Regions from separate parts of the Mus musculus genome. Here regions 2, 3, 4 and 5 are each linked to region 1. A link is a contact called in public HiCAR-type and promoter capture Hi-C data. All regions are on one chromosome and are shown on one strand. The core of a region is the stretch at or near the end of the contact, and the rest is flanking DNA. Distances in the headings are between cores, read along the strand shown. Region 1 holds the start of Heatr5b (HEAT repeat containing 5B). Region 2 holds the start of Sos1 (SOS Ras/Rac guanine nucleotide exchange factor 1). Region 3 holds the start of Morn2 (MORN repeat containing 2). Region 4 holds the start of Gemin6 (gem nuclear organelle associated protein 6). Region 5 holds the start of Atl2 (atlastin GTPase 2).

Region 1 (2,631 bases), core at 40-2,539:
TTACCTTGTTGGCAGCAACTAGGACTTTATCAAGAAATCTCAACCATTCAAAGATGAACACGGGTCTCTTTGCCTCCGTGATCTGAGCCAAAGCTTCCTCATTTAGCAATAAACTGTGAGCTAGCTCCATTATTGATGTTCTTAATTCACACCTTAAATGAACAGATTCGTTTTTTAAAAAAAGAGTAAAATATATTCTAAGGAATTTTTAATTTATGTGTAGGAGTGTTTTGCCCAAATGTATGTATACACATACATACATACATACATACACACACACACACACACACACACACACACACACACACACACATATATATATATACAGGGTGTTGGCTCCCCCTAGAACTGGAGTTACAGATGGTTGTGAGTCATCTTGTGGGCGCTGGAAATCAAACCCAGGTCCTTGTCAAAAGCAACAAGTATTCTTAATCACGGATTCCTTTCTCCAGCCCTTACATGTAAGGATTTCTTAAATATTAAATGTCAAGTTTCATAAATGCAACCACTAAGCTAGGGAAAGAAAGCGTGGTTTCATTTCTCATTAGAGAACTAACTTTGAAAGGACAATGATTTAAAAGAAAGAAAGAAAGAAAGAAAGAAAGAAAGAAAGAAAGAAAGAAAGAAAGAAAGAAAGAAAGAAAGAAAGAAAGAAAGAAAGAAAGAAAGAAAGAAAGAAAGAAAAAACTGGCGATAAGAATGGAATGAAAGGAAAATGTAAATACTGCAAAAAAGGCACTATTCCGGGGCGGTTGTTTCCCTGTTAGAACACAGGCTATTAACTCATTCTACCCTGAGAACCCCGAAGCACCGAGCTCAGGCGTCTGGGGAGCTTTCTCCGCCACCCGTCCCTCGCCACCGGGACCCAGAAGAGTGACCGTAGGGTTCTGATCGGCGGAGGCGGGCCCCACGGGGACACTGCGGCAGGGGCGCCCGGGACAACCCCTCGCCCCGGGAATGCAGTGCTCCGGGTCTGGATGCACCGGGCCGCTCCGAAGACCCCGACAACTGAGAGTCTGCTGGAAACGCAAACCGGGGTCCCCGGGCCGCCCTGGGATGTCAGCCTCCCGTCGTAGGAGTCCTCGAGCTGTCAACCCCGAGGCTGAGGATCCCCGGCCTCAAAACTCGAATTCCCTCCTCAGCCCTCGGAAAATGTCCTGGGACCCAGGGATGTCACAGCCTGCAGGCTCTGACAGCGCGCGAGACCGCCTCACCTCCTGGTCTAGTCCGAGCCGAGCAGCCAAGCTCCGCTCTGCCGAGGGACCCGGATGCCCCGCCTCCCAAACTCCGGCCCTCAGGAAGCCGGGAGACGACGCATGCGCGAGACACAGGTCCTGCGGACCGGCCCGCCCCCACGTCCTCTTAGCCCCGCCCACCCCAAGTTTCGAAGCGAATCGGCTGTCGGGGACGAGTGGGATGTTTGTGGGTCCTGCGCCAATTGCACGGCGCATGCGCAGCGCGACCTCCGCGGAGCTGGTTCCGGGCAGTAAAGCTCCGGCTTCAGGGTGTGCGGGCGCTCAGGAGAATGACAGAGGTCGGTGCAAGTTGGCTGTGACTGCCTATCACAGCGTCAGCTACGCCCCATCCGTAAGTGGTCGTTTTGGTGGGAGGGTGCAGGAGGGAGGAGAGCGGGAGGGAAGAAAGAGCCTGCGATGCCCGAGGCACCCACAGGAGAGTTAGCCCAGCTCTGTGTGTTCTGTAGCTCTGCTTCAAACTCGGTGCTCAATACTGAAATACGCTAGCAGCACCTATAATCGTCCTGTTGAGAAAGTGGTTGCTCCATTATTTCGGAACAGGCAAAGCGCTTCACCTAAACTTGCTCTGGCTCTTTGACACACACCACCTCCAACCATCAACAGATGCTGCGTGATTTACCCCCTCAGACCCAGAATCCTGACCACTTCGCTGTTGTGACTCTTAAGTGAGGGGTCAGGCCACCAGCATCCCTACCTGGGTTATCTATCGACTTGTGGAGTTTATTCTTATATTTGAAGGAAGTGGATAATGCTAGTGTATGTTGTCCTCATAGGAGGGGAACCTTCACATTTTAAGACCCAATTCCTTATTCTTTTCTCTCTCTCTCTTTTTCTTTCTTTCCTTCTTCCTTCCTTTTTTTTTTTTTTAAGATTTATTTATTATATAGCGTTCTGCCTGCATGTATGCCTACAGGCCCAAAGAGGGCACCAGATTTCATTATAAATAGTTATAAAGCCACCATGTAATTGAACTCAGGACCTCTAGAAGAGCAGACAGTTCTTTTAACCTCTGAGCCATCTCTCCAGCCCCCTTATTCCACTTCCTAACATAATGTCCTCACTATTGGTAATTAACTTCCTCAAACCGTATCATTTAATGAATCTACAGTGCCCCCAGCTGTGAAGTTTCAGTGTGATTTTATGTGAAAATTATATGTAAAAGATGGAATAACTATAAAAGGCAGAGCTTTAAAAGTAACATGTAATCCCTTGTACTTTTGTAAGTGTGTGTGTGTGTATTTTTACACAGGTAGATCATACTGTCCTCGAACTGCTGGGTGCTGAAATCACACCAGAGGGCCACCATGTCTGTGGAGTTAAATGCTTCCCTTAAAAATAATCTAGTTTGAATTAGAGATTTAGCTCAGTTATAAAG
Region 2 (2,631 bases), core at 52-2,551, 1.6 Mb after region 1:
TAAAATGTAGCAACATTCACGAATAACTTTAACCACTGGCAAACAAAAATCCAAAATGCCTAACCAAAGGACAGACAGTTGCTTTAGAAGCTTTTAAAATGTAGCAACATTTCCAAATAAAAAGATGCAAAACACCAAACCAAATGACGTTCAAAGATTCTCAGACACTTCAAAAGAACCAATCTGAATACAGTGGCATGTGCATCACCGCTGTAATGGGGGAGGGGGTCAAGAAAACGGGGAGTTATGACTGAGGACGAGCACAGCCGAGCAGGCCATGTTCTTGCTGGCAGGCAACCTCGCAATTACTTAGGCAAGCACTGTGGCCAAGGCACTTTCGAGCCAGTGAGAGTACCGGACTCCTAAAACGAGAGGTTGACCGCAGTTCGGAAGATCGAGAAGGTAGGCAATGGCCTTCGTTGACCTCCACGGAAAACCGAGGCTCCTCCAACCCCCGCCTCCGCGCTTGGATGATCCAGACCAACCCTCCCCGACTGTGTGCGGCCTTCCCACGCACCCCGGGCGAGTGTCAACAGCTGGAGCAGCGGACGCGGGGAACCTCGCAGCCCGAGCAGACCTCCCCGAGATCCGAGACCGGGAAGAAAGACGACAGTGGCGCCCCGCCTCCCCACCCTCGCCCAGCCCCGCGCGGACTGCGGCCGGGAAGCGGGTTCCGCGCCCCTACCTTTTTCAGCGCAGGCACCAGCAGCCCCCGCCACTTGGGCGCGTTCTCCTCGCTGAAAAACTCGTAAGGCAGCTGCTGCGCCTGCATGGTGCCCGCGGGGCGCCTCGGGGCGGGCGGAGGGGCGGCGGCTCGCGGCGCGGAGAAGGGCCACAGCCCGTGCACGGCCCGGCCCCCTCGGGGCGCCGCGCGGCCCGGCTAGCGCTGGCGAGGAGTCTGGGGGGCGAGGCCCGCGGCCGGACACCCACCCGACACGCGCGCCGCTCGCCGAGAGCCAACGCAACCCGGCGGCGGCGGCGGCGGCATCCCGCACCACCGCCCCGGGGCAGGCCCCCCGCTCCGCCCCGGGCCGCCCTCCGCCGGGGCTGCGCTCCCCGGCACGGCCTGGCCCGCCGAGAGACGGCGCGTGGATGGACGCTCCGGCCGGTGGCGCCCGCTCGCCAGCGGGGAACTCAAGCGAGAGGCCCAGAACGGGACGAAGCGGGAGCAGGGGTCGGTGGGGAACGGGGAGGGCCCGAGGTCGCTGCCGGGGAATCCGGCCGCTTGGCCGTCGCCGCCGCTGCTGCTACCGCTGCCGCTGCCGCCGCCGGTGTAGCGCCGGAGCTTCCTACTAGCAAACTGAACCTGCTCGCAACTGAGCATGCGCCGCTGGCCCGGGCCGGTTCGCTCCGGGTTTTCCGGCTGCCCGCGGATGAGGAGGGGTGCGCGCCAGAGGCTGGGGAGGGCACTCGCAGAGGCGGGGCTGAAGGACCCTGAAGGCGAACCCGCGACCCGAGAACCTGGGTGTGGGGGCCTGCGAGCAGGCGAAGCGCCCCTTTTGTGTGGTCCCACAGCCCGGGAGCCCATCCAGCTCTAGGAGATCCTAGGCCCTGTGTTTCAGAAAAGGGGTGTGTGTACTTTGTTCCCAGCACGAAGATAAGGAGTGCCCCGAGCATGCACTGTATACTAAACAGATTGCACAAAAGATAGATCCCTCTCACAAAAACAAAACAAAACAAAACAAAAAAAAAAAAAAAACAAAAGGCCCGACTGCTCAGTGTTTGTCTAGTGGGAGGAGAGATTGCCTGTTTCCATCTGCCTTTCCATGCCATGAGGACGTAACGCATACGTGTAGTATTTATTGATCATGTGTCTATTCAAACCCACAAGCTTTTATTTATGGATTTAGTCCATCCTGCTTGGGATCTTTCATAGCTTCAACTGGATAATTAGCTTCTGGAAGGGAGGGATTTCCCCCCAGCCCTCACCTCGCCTTGGTACAGGACCCAGGATAGAGATATGAAAATCACAGAATGCTATAAAAGCAGTATCTATGAATTGTCCGTCCATCCTAAGGATGGACTTGCTTCCTGTAGTGGCACTGTGCAACGCTGTGGCACATGTGCTCTATCATTGAACGCTTTCTTAGTAAAACGTCTTAGTTTTCAGTTTTCATTTCATAGATGAGAAGACAGTTGGAAGAACCATGCTGTTTTGTAGTACAATAAACAAGATCTCACAGATGAAAAATGTTTGAAACCACCATCTTTTAGACTACCTCTTAGGATCTGAATGAAATCTACAAGCCTTTCCTTTTATAATACATGTACAGATTTGCATCTTAAAAAAAAAGAAGTCCCCCTCATTTTGAACGTGTTCAGTAATAGTTTGAAGTCCATCCATTAACCATCAGAGTAGTAAGACAACAGCAGACCTGCTGGTGGGAGGGCTCAGCCAGGAAAGAGCAGGTGCAGCCAAGACTGGGAACCCAAGTTCTGTCTTAGATACCCAAACGCTGGGAGCAGAAAAACTGACTCCCAGAAGTTCGTCTGATCTCTACACATGGCCAATGGCAGGTGCACCACACACAAGATAAATATAATTTTTTAAAGAGAAAGGCAGAGGAATTATAGCTTAGGAAGGACTTAGAAAAGGAATTTCAGAGAACAACTGATATATCAGTTATTTTC
Region 3 (2,631 bases), core at 56-2,555, 1.5 Mb after region 1:
TGAGCCCCAACCACGAGCTCTCCAAAGGACAGCAGTATATACATACACTCACAAAACCATAATGACATGAAATGATTAACATGTGACTGAAGGAATGGCACAAACTGAATTTTCAATAATCGCATTCTCCCACCCCCCTCCCCCCACCTTTATGTCTTTCCAGACAGGGTTTCTCTGTGTAAATAGCACTGGCTGCCCTGGAACTCGCTTTGTAGACCAGGTTGGCTTCAAACTTACAGAGATCCATCTGCCTCTGTTTCCAAAGGCGTGCACTACCACGCCCAGCTGCATATCGGGTTTTTGTCTTTTTGTTTTTTTTACGTAGGAAGAAAGGAAAACATCAAACATCTTACCACCCAAACCACCCAGCTGGGGTCAATTCATACATTGAGAAATGGCTGAGGAAAAAAAAAAGGCAAGAAGATTCTGTACTGACTTAAAACAAGTTGCCTCACACCAACCCAGAAAAGGTTACATTTTCAACTTGAGCTGTAATTTTCACGCAAAAATCTGAACCAAGATTTACCGATTATAGCGGCATCCGATATCACATTCCCCAGACGTTTTCTGTAGAATACAAATTAGGTTATCTAGTCCGCAGGGAGGAATCCCACTATCTATGTAGCCTGCTAAGATTTCATCTTTCTTTACCATAGACACTGGATCCAAGTTTGGCTCTAAAAGGATCCTTTGTTTCACACCCAAGTTTGGCTCCCACGTACAGCATCGTCAAGCTGAGGTGATGAAAACTGAACCCACACCGCTTGCCTCCCAGGCAAACCTCTGACCACTATACATTCCCCCAGCTCCATTCAGATACCTAGTCATGCAAGGTTCCTTTCTTCAACATCCATCTTCTCCAACCCTTTCCCCAAACAGCCCCTCGGGTCGCCACCGAGCCACAGACAGGAAATGGGGCTGGCGCCCCTCCTTTTCAACCTTGCTCGGAGCCGTGGGTGTGGACGACCTCGACTGCAGATCCCGGGGTTCCCCAGGATTCTGCAGGTCCAGGTTCACTGCCCCTGGGCTGACAGGCAGGACCATAGGGGCTGCATGGTCCTCGGATGTGATCACTAGAGAGGGGAGGCGGCAGGCGGGCCTGGCAACCCCGAACCCGCGCGGCCCCGCACATGCCACGTCAGGCCGTACCTGGCTCGTAGCGTTGCTGGCTGCGGAGCTCAGGAGGCGGCACCCAGGGTCGGGGTCCGGGCTGGGTTCAGCTTCCCTCTTGGACCTCACCCGCAGCAGCCGCCCCGCCCAGGTGTCTTCTGATTGGCTTCTTGCACTTTTGCTTCCGGGTGAGAGGTCGCCCGGTCGCCCCAGCAACCGAGGCCCGCTCTGTCCTAGAGCCCAGCTCCCTCCAGCCTGCCGAGCTGGCGAGCCTAGGGGAATCGCAGAGTCGCGAAAGCCTGTCCTTCACGTCTCCATCAAGTGAGTGCGCTTCCTCTCGGGAGCTGATGGACCCGGAGCCAGCCGCAGCATCCACTCTGGGGTGGAGGGGCACCGACAGCCCGGCGTCGGGGGATCCGGAGATACAGCGTGGGCCCCCGAGTCTGTGGGTTCGCTGTGCCTATCACTCCGGATTTGTTTCCTTTACGGTGCCAGATCAATGGCAGAGGTTCCTGCTAACTCACATAATCCAGAAATTTGAATGTGGAAACGTCACCCCCTTATTTAGAGAATATTAGTTTCTGTAATCGAACTCACACAGATAAGGTTTTACCTATGTAATACAGTGAAGTAAGCCTGTACAAATGGAAAAGAAATTAGCTTGATGTTTCTAGACTAATATGGCTGCTGATTTTGGTACAATGACAACTCAACATGGTTGAAAACACAAGTACAGTTTTCAAAAATTAAACGTGTGTTTAATATATATACATATTTAATATATTATATAATATATATTAACATATAATATATTAATATTATTTTAAATATAGGTATATGTTTATATGTGTATATATTTATATATGTGTATATATTTTTATATATGTATATATATCTATGTATATGTATAAAGAGCAATAATAGTATGTTATGCATCAGTAATAACAACAGCTTTTTCAGGTCCTGTAGTCATCTGAACAAAATTGTAGACGTCTAGCCTCGCCTTAAAAACAAACAAACAGAAAAACACCACCAAACAACTAGAAACAGCACAGGTCTGTGACCATTAGGGTACCAGCACAATATATATATGTATATAAGTATACACATATACATACATGTGTGTGTATTGTACATATATAATTATATGTATATTATATATATGTATGTATATTATAGACATATAATTAGCTTTTAAATCATCTGTAAAGAAGACATCCTGAGTAATATTGGAACCATCTTTGATAAAGCTACCAATTCATATCATGCAGCAGGTAGGAGATATTTTACACTCACATGATACAGTGCTGCCCCCACATTTGTAACACTAGAGGGCGAAAAAGGCATTTGAGACTTCTTTTTACTTTTTTCAGCAGAGGGCCAAATGCTGGTGTGACATAGCTCTGTAAAAGAAGTGCACTCTTTTAGATAGGAATTCCTTTCAGTAGTGTTCAAAGTATTACACTCTCACGAAACAACAAACAAACAAACAAAACCAAAAAAAAAAAAACCCTGAAAACC
Region 4 (2,631 bases), core at 60-2,559, 1.4 Mb after region 1:
TTCCACAAGCTTGGATTAAAGTCCTATGCACCACATGTGGCCCAAATGCAACTTAAATTTCTGATAATTTGGACAGAGTAGGGACATGTCCTTGTTTCAAAAGGGGAAGAAAACATAAGCCAAACAGGTTTGCAGTAAAGAATGAAACTTAAAATGCAACTGAACAGTTGTCACAAATCAGTTGTAGATTTTTATTCTGTAGTTTTAAAGGTCAAACATTTTCTCCCACACTCTTAATAACTTGGAATTTACATTAGCTCTTGTAGCTTTATAGAGGGTTTTAACTGATAAACTCTAACTTAATCCATGAAATCTCATTAATATGAAGTCAATCATTCAATAAATGAAGGTTTTGGGAAGGATTATTTGATATGGAATTTCAAGTAGTAATTTTAAAAAACCGATTCATATTTAATGTTTCTGCTGCTTGGCTTGACAATCTTTTTTTTTTTTTTTTTTTTTTTTTTGAGACAGGGTTTCTCTGTGTAGCTCAGGCTGTCCTGGAACTCACTTTATAGACCAGGCTGGCCTCGAACTCAGAAATTCGCCTGCCTCTGCCTCCCGAGTGCTGGGATTAAAGGCGTGCGCCACCACGCCCACCTCTGGCTTGACAATTTTATAGCTCAGTTTTTGTTCATCGCCCTTGGTGGGTTTTTTTGTTGTAGTTGTTGTCTTGGCGGGGGAGAGGGTTGTTTTTTTCTCTTTTCAGTATAGGCAGAATCTTAGCATTTACTGCCTTGCACCACTTTTCAGTATCACAGTCTCGAAGATTCTGCAGTATGTCAGAGCCCAGTCAGCTACGTGCCCAGAAATCTGAAGCAGAAACAACATAATCCAGTGCTGCTTGGGAGGCAGAGGCAGGCGAAGTCTACAGAGTGAGTTCCAGGACAGCTAGGGCTACACAGAGAAACCCTGTCTCGAAAAAAAAAAAAAAAAAAAAATCCAGTGCTGATCTTCCCAACTTCACCACTGTTCTTGAGATTTACTGAGAACACGTCCCCAAAGGTGCACGCATTTTAACCGGCTCCAAAACGAGCTAGACCAGAATTCATGCCATTCACCTCGGCTTTTAGAGCCTTAAGGTTTACCCAGAGAGCTTTGTGTTGAATTCAGGGCAAAATCGCATTTTCATACCCCACTTAAAAAGCTTTGAGGTACGAACATTTTCCTCTTACAAAGATTTCTTGAGACGTTCACGGTGGCCAGGAGAACTCAAGTTCCCTTGGACACAACCTGCAGTGCAAGAACGGAGGCAAAGGACTACAGGATGGAGGATTCTGGGGGAAGGAAATGACGTCAGGAGCAAAGCATGCTGGGCTCAGGCGGGCCGACTCAAGCCCGCTCGGCGGCGTGTGAGCTAAGTAGAAATATAGCCAGGGTCTCTGCGGCGTTTCCCTGAGTCGTGCAGAGTTCTGGGTATGGCGGCCTCTGGACAGGACCTGGTGTTGGAGCTCTAGAGCTTCGCTAACGGGTCCTCAGCGCTTTACGAGAAAATTGGCGCAAAGCCCGTGGAGAGTCATCTAGAAAGAGTAGGTGGGAATCCGAGAACTCCGCATCAGTTATGTCTGTCAGGGGTTTAGGGCGAAATCCTTTTATCTAAGGAAAGCGGAACGGAAGTGGCTGCTTCTTCTTTTTTCTAAAAAAGATTTCTTTATTGTATATGAGCACACCACTGCTTTCTTCAGACACACCAGAAGAGGACATCGGATTCCATTACCGATGGTTTTGAGCTACCATGTGGTTGCTGGGAATTGACCTCCCAGTCGGTGCTCTTAACCGCTGAGCCATCTCTCCAGCCCCGAAGAGTTTGAGTTATCTACGGGCCAGGTTCAAAGCCAGGTTGAAAGCGGTATCCGGAATTGGGAGCAGAGGGTGGGACTAGACATGCCACAGGAGTTTTAAGAATTGTACCTGTGGCCATTCACTATTACCATCAGTCTGAATTATAAATACCCCTTCCCAGATATACTAAACAAAACATTCTCAAGAATTCTCCAAAGATAGTATCAGTTTCTTATACCCCAGATGGGCGTTTTGCTTGTTCTTCTGAGATCTGAGACGGCACACTATGTTACCAGGCTGGTCTCAGCACTACTAGTAGGTAGGGACTGTAGGTGTGAGTTAAGACTGGCTCTATGTATCAGTGCTTACTTGCATTAAGAAACTCGTTATTTTCAGGCAAATTACAGACTGCCTACAGAATGGCGATCATTAAGACATTTGCTTGGGCTGGTGAGATGGCTCAGTGGGTAAGAGCACTGACTGCTATTCCAAAGGTTCAGAGTTCAAATCCCAGCAACCACATGGTGGCTCACAACCATCCGTAAAAAGATCTGACTCCCTCTTCTGGATTGTCTGAAGACAGCTACAGTGTACTTACATATAATAAATAAATGAATCTTTAAAAATATTTTTAAAAAAAGACATTTGCTTGTGTGGAATATCCATAGTGATTAACCCAAATTGATAATGGTTCTAGATCTGGGCAACTGGTAACCATGAGCGAATGGATGAAGAAAAGCCCCTTAGAATGGGAAGATTACGTTTATAAAGAAGTGAGAGTGATAGCCTGTGAGAAGGAGTATAAAGGATGGCTTCTAACCACAGATCCAGTCTCTGCCAAGTGAGTAT
Region 5 (2,631 bases), core at 65-2,564, 1.1 Mb after region 1:
ATACAAAAGCGATCTCATACCCGGTGTGTTTACTCTACGCTTATCTTGACCTCAGGTATCTAACCCTAAGCCCTTACGATTTCTAAGCCTTTGAAAAACTTTTCCGCCTTTAACCATCGCAACTCTCAATAAGGACTTCGTGCGTTCAATTCGCACCACGGTGAAAGATCAAATGCTACACTCCTAAAAATAGGGGTGCTGTGAGTGAGAGCAACACACAACACCGCGCTGCCAACGCAACTGCGTCTTCGACGGGGTAGGGGCGCCATGTACACACACATACAGTAGGAGCTCACATTCAGCAAAACCCAGGAACGACGGGATCAGGTGACTTCAAACCAGACACTCTCAGCCTGAAGCGAATGACTCGCAGCCCCAGGGCTCCTAACCCCAGTCTGACAACCGGAGCCAACACTTGCAACCCTGGCCAATCCACGCACAACTCGTGCGAATGGGTTCGGCGGAGCCAAGAGCTGGTGAAGCTGAAGCTGAGCCCGGGCCCCAGCCCTGGCCTGCGGACTGCGGCTCCCATCGGGAAGGAAGGGTGTGTGAGTGTGTGTGGTGTGTGTGTGGAGAGAGCTCTGCGACCTGGCAGCCAGGTGCCAGCGGTTCCCGCGTCCACCGCCACCGCGGGGCCCAGCGCGTCCCGCTCGTCCCTCCCTTCCCGGCCCGCGTCAGGCACCCAGGGCAGTGAGTGCCCGCCGGGTGACCGATCCCGTACCGCCCGCCGACCTCCGCGCGTCCCGGCCCCGTGGCCCCGGCTCAAGGCCGCCCCCTTGGGTCGGGGCGGACACCGCGGCGGCCACGCGGCGGCGGCGGGCAGGGGGCCGGGCTGCCCGTTCCCCCGGCAGCTGGGAGAGCCGAGGCCCGCGGGCCGCCCTCTCAGGCCGCGCGGCGGAGCGTGGGGCGCGGCTGCCGCTAGGCCCTGCGAGCGAGCGAACGAGCGTGCGAGCGAACGGGCGGCCGCGGCGGCCAGAGCCGAGCCGAGCCCAGCCAGCCGCGGTCTTCGACCCCAGCGGGCGACCGGTGCCCGCCAGCCCGAACGGCCGCAGCCTCCCCGACTCCCGGCCCCCCGTGGCCTCGGCCCCTCCGGCCCGTACCTAGGGAGGTCGTAGACGAGACGTGGTTAACTCCGACGCTCGAGTCGCTGGTCTGTCGCCGGCGCCTCAGCCCCTGCTGCGGCTGCTGCCTTCGCGCTGCCTCGTCCCCCTCCGCCATCTTGTACCGATTTAAAATTAACTCCCCACTGACGTCAAACGCCGCCGCCGCTTTATCAACCTCCCGGGAGCCGGCGGGGCGGCCTGCGGGTCCTAGCGCCGCCCTCTGACTTGCGCGGCCCAGACACGCCCAGCCACGCCCATCAGCGCCCTCGCTCCTCCTCCGCCCGGGCCAACCTGCCGCGGAGCTCCGCAGCTCTCAGACTTCTAAGGAAGAGTTGGGGAACCCCCACTGCGGCCGGCGCCATCCCGTCCCTACCTTCCCGCTCTCGGGGCCACACCCCCTTGCCGCAGGGCGGAGAAGGCATCTCCAGTCCCTCCTTTCCCAATTCTCTTCGCATCTCTAACGTTGACTCTGCACGTGAGGTTACATTCGCATCCTTTCCCTCCTAGCTTTCTTACCCCCAGCCCTCTTCCCTGCGAAGCCAGTGCCTGGCTTCTCCTGATATCTTGGCCCTACACAGAAAGGTTTTCTCTTTCCACCACTATCCTACAATTTGTTTGCATTGGCTCCCCATCGCCTTCTGAGGCTACTTTACCCTCTCAACTATGCATATCTGAAACCCAAAAAAATACCGCTCTGATCAGAGAAGGAATTCTAATACATCCTCTCCTAACTGTGATGAACCTTCTTCTGGGGATCCACTGGCATCATGTAGAAAGTTCGAGAAACTTTATAACAGATACGTCAACCTGTGGAGGCAGCTGTGGAACACAGTTCTTAGTCTCATGAATTTGTACCACAACCATGGCTGCAGGAGAAAATCCTTTTCTCTTGAAAAAGTGGGAGCCCAGGTGTCCAAATGATTGTCTTACCCCAACCTCTTAAGCCTATACTTTGCAACCTTTAATTCCACAAAACCTCTAGAAAAAAACCGTTAGTGTCATCAAACTTTGGAGGGCATCATTCCAGATGGGCTTTGGTTGAACTGTCTGGGGATTAAGTCACCTGTTCTCTATCTTTGGAGACACAGATTGTGAGTTCCTTCTGCACTAACTCTGTGTGCTGCTCCCATGTTTCCTGAGCAACCTAGTAAGGGACTTGCTTGATAGTAGGTGTGCTTGCTTGCTTGCTTTTCTTTTCTTTCCTTTCCTTTTCTTTTCTTTTCTTTTCTTTTCTTTTCTTTTTTCTTCTCTTTTTGTTTGGTGGTGGTGGTTTTTCAAGACATAGTTTCTCTGTATAAACCTCTGTATAAGCCTTGGCTATCCTGGAACCCATTTTACAGACAAGGCTGGCCTCAAATTCACAGAGCTTGCCTACCCCTGCCTCTTGAGCGCTGGGATTAAAGGCATGGACCCCCACGCCTGACCTTAGATTTTCTTTCATAATCTCTCTCTGTGATAACTATTGGAGATTGTACACTCCGCGGTGTGCAGGTGCTTGGGCATGAAAGAAGATGTCAAGATGAGGATT

What was found. Promoter capture Hi-C pulls out the DNA fragments that hold promoters and counts their contacts. HiCAR-type assays count read pairs that join an accessible place to other places.
Region 2: a promoter capture Hi-C map of liver shows a contact between it and region 1, with 7 times the contacts expected there. The contact joins the promoter of Sos1 here to the promoter of Heatr5b in region 1. A contact is called at or near these places in 2 of 39 promoter capture datasets (liver and pre-B cells) and 1 of 9 other capture datasets (liver).
Region 3: a promoter capture Hi-C map of liver shows a contact between it and region 1, with 8 times the contacts expected there. The contact joins the promoter of Morn2 here to the promoter of Heatr5b in region 1. A contact is called at or near these places in 5 of 39 promoter capture datasets (the C10 cell line, hippocampal neurons, liver and 1 more), 1 of 115 datasets of contacts at active chromatin or transcription factors (astrocytes) and 2 of 9 other capture datasets (adipose tissue and liver).
Region 4: a contact with region 1 is called in a HiCAR-type map of astrocytes, with 6 times the contacts expected there. The contact joins the promoter of Gemin6 here to the promoter of Heatr5b in region 1. A contact is called at or near these places in 5 of 39 promoter capture datasets (3T3-L1-derived adipocytes, hippocampal neurons, liver and 1 more), 1 of 484 Hi-C or Micro-C datasets (B cells) and 1 of 115 datasets of contacts at active chromatin or transcription factors (astrocytes).
Region 5: a promoter capture Hi-C map of pre-B cells shows a contact between it and region 1, with 7 times the contacts expected there. The contact joins the promoter of Atl2 here to the promoter of Heatr5b in region 1. A contact is called at or near these places in 5 of 39 promoter capture datasets (HPC-7-derived erythroid cells, erythroid cells, hippocampal neurons and 2 more), 1 of 484 Hi-C or Micro-C datasets (embryonic stem cells), 7 of 115 datasets of contacts at active chromatin or transcription factors (astrocytes, embryonic stem cells, extraembryonic endoderm stem cells and 4 more) and 3 of 9 other capture datasets (adipose tissue, embryonic stem cells and liver).

The regions. Positions count from the first base shown.
Region 1 is chr17:78,834,092-78,836,722 of GRCm38.p6, forward strand. Heatr5b (HEAT repeat containing 5B) reads right to left here and starts at 1,290. Exons shown (of 36, transcript NM_001081179.1): 1 at 1,215-1,290; 2 at 5-152. The coding sequence starts at 130. It overlaps Gpatch11 (G patch domain containing 11), which reads left to right and starts at 1,425. Exons shown (of 10, transcript NM_181649.6): 1 at 1,425-1,587.
Region 2 is chr17:80,479,152-80,481,782 of GRCm38.p6, forward strand. Sos1 (SOS Ras/Rac guanine nucleotide exchange factor 1) reads right to left here and starts at 1,302. Exons shown (of 22, transcript NM_009231.2): 1 at 686-1,302. The coding sequence starts at 772.
Region 3 is chr17:80,288,907-80,291,537 of GRCm38.p6, forward strand. Morn2 (MORN repeat containing 2) reads left to right here and starts at 1,306. Exons shown (of 5, transcript NM_194269.2): 1 at 1,306-1,431. It overlaps Dhx57 (DEAH (Asp-Glu-Ala-Asp/His) box polypeptide 57), which reads right to left and starts at 1,570. Exons shown (of 24, transcript NM_001163759.1): 1 at 1,150-1,570.
Region 4 is chr17:80,223,142-80,225,772 of GRCm38.p6, forward strand. Gemin6 (gem nuclear organelle associated protein 6) reads left to right here and starts at 1,310. Exons shown (of 3, transcript NM_026053.4): 1 at 1,310-1,529; 2 at 2,480-2,623. The coding sequence starts at 2,499.
Region 5 is chr17:79,894,809-79,897,439 of GRCm38.p6, forward strand. Atl2 (atlastin GTPase 2) reads right to left here and starts at 1,315. Exons shown (of 13, transcript NM_019717.3): 1 at 1,101-1,315. The coding sequence starts at 1,218. It also overlaps a transcript of Gm41625 not described here.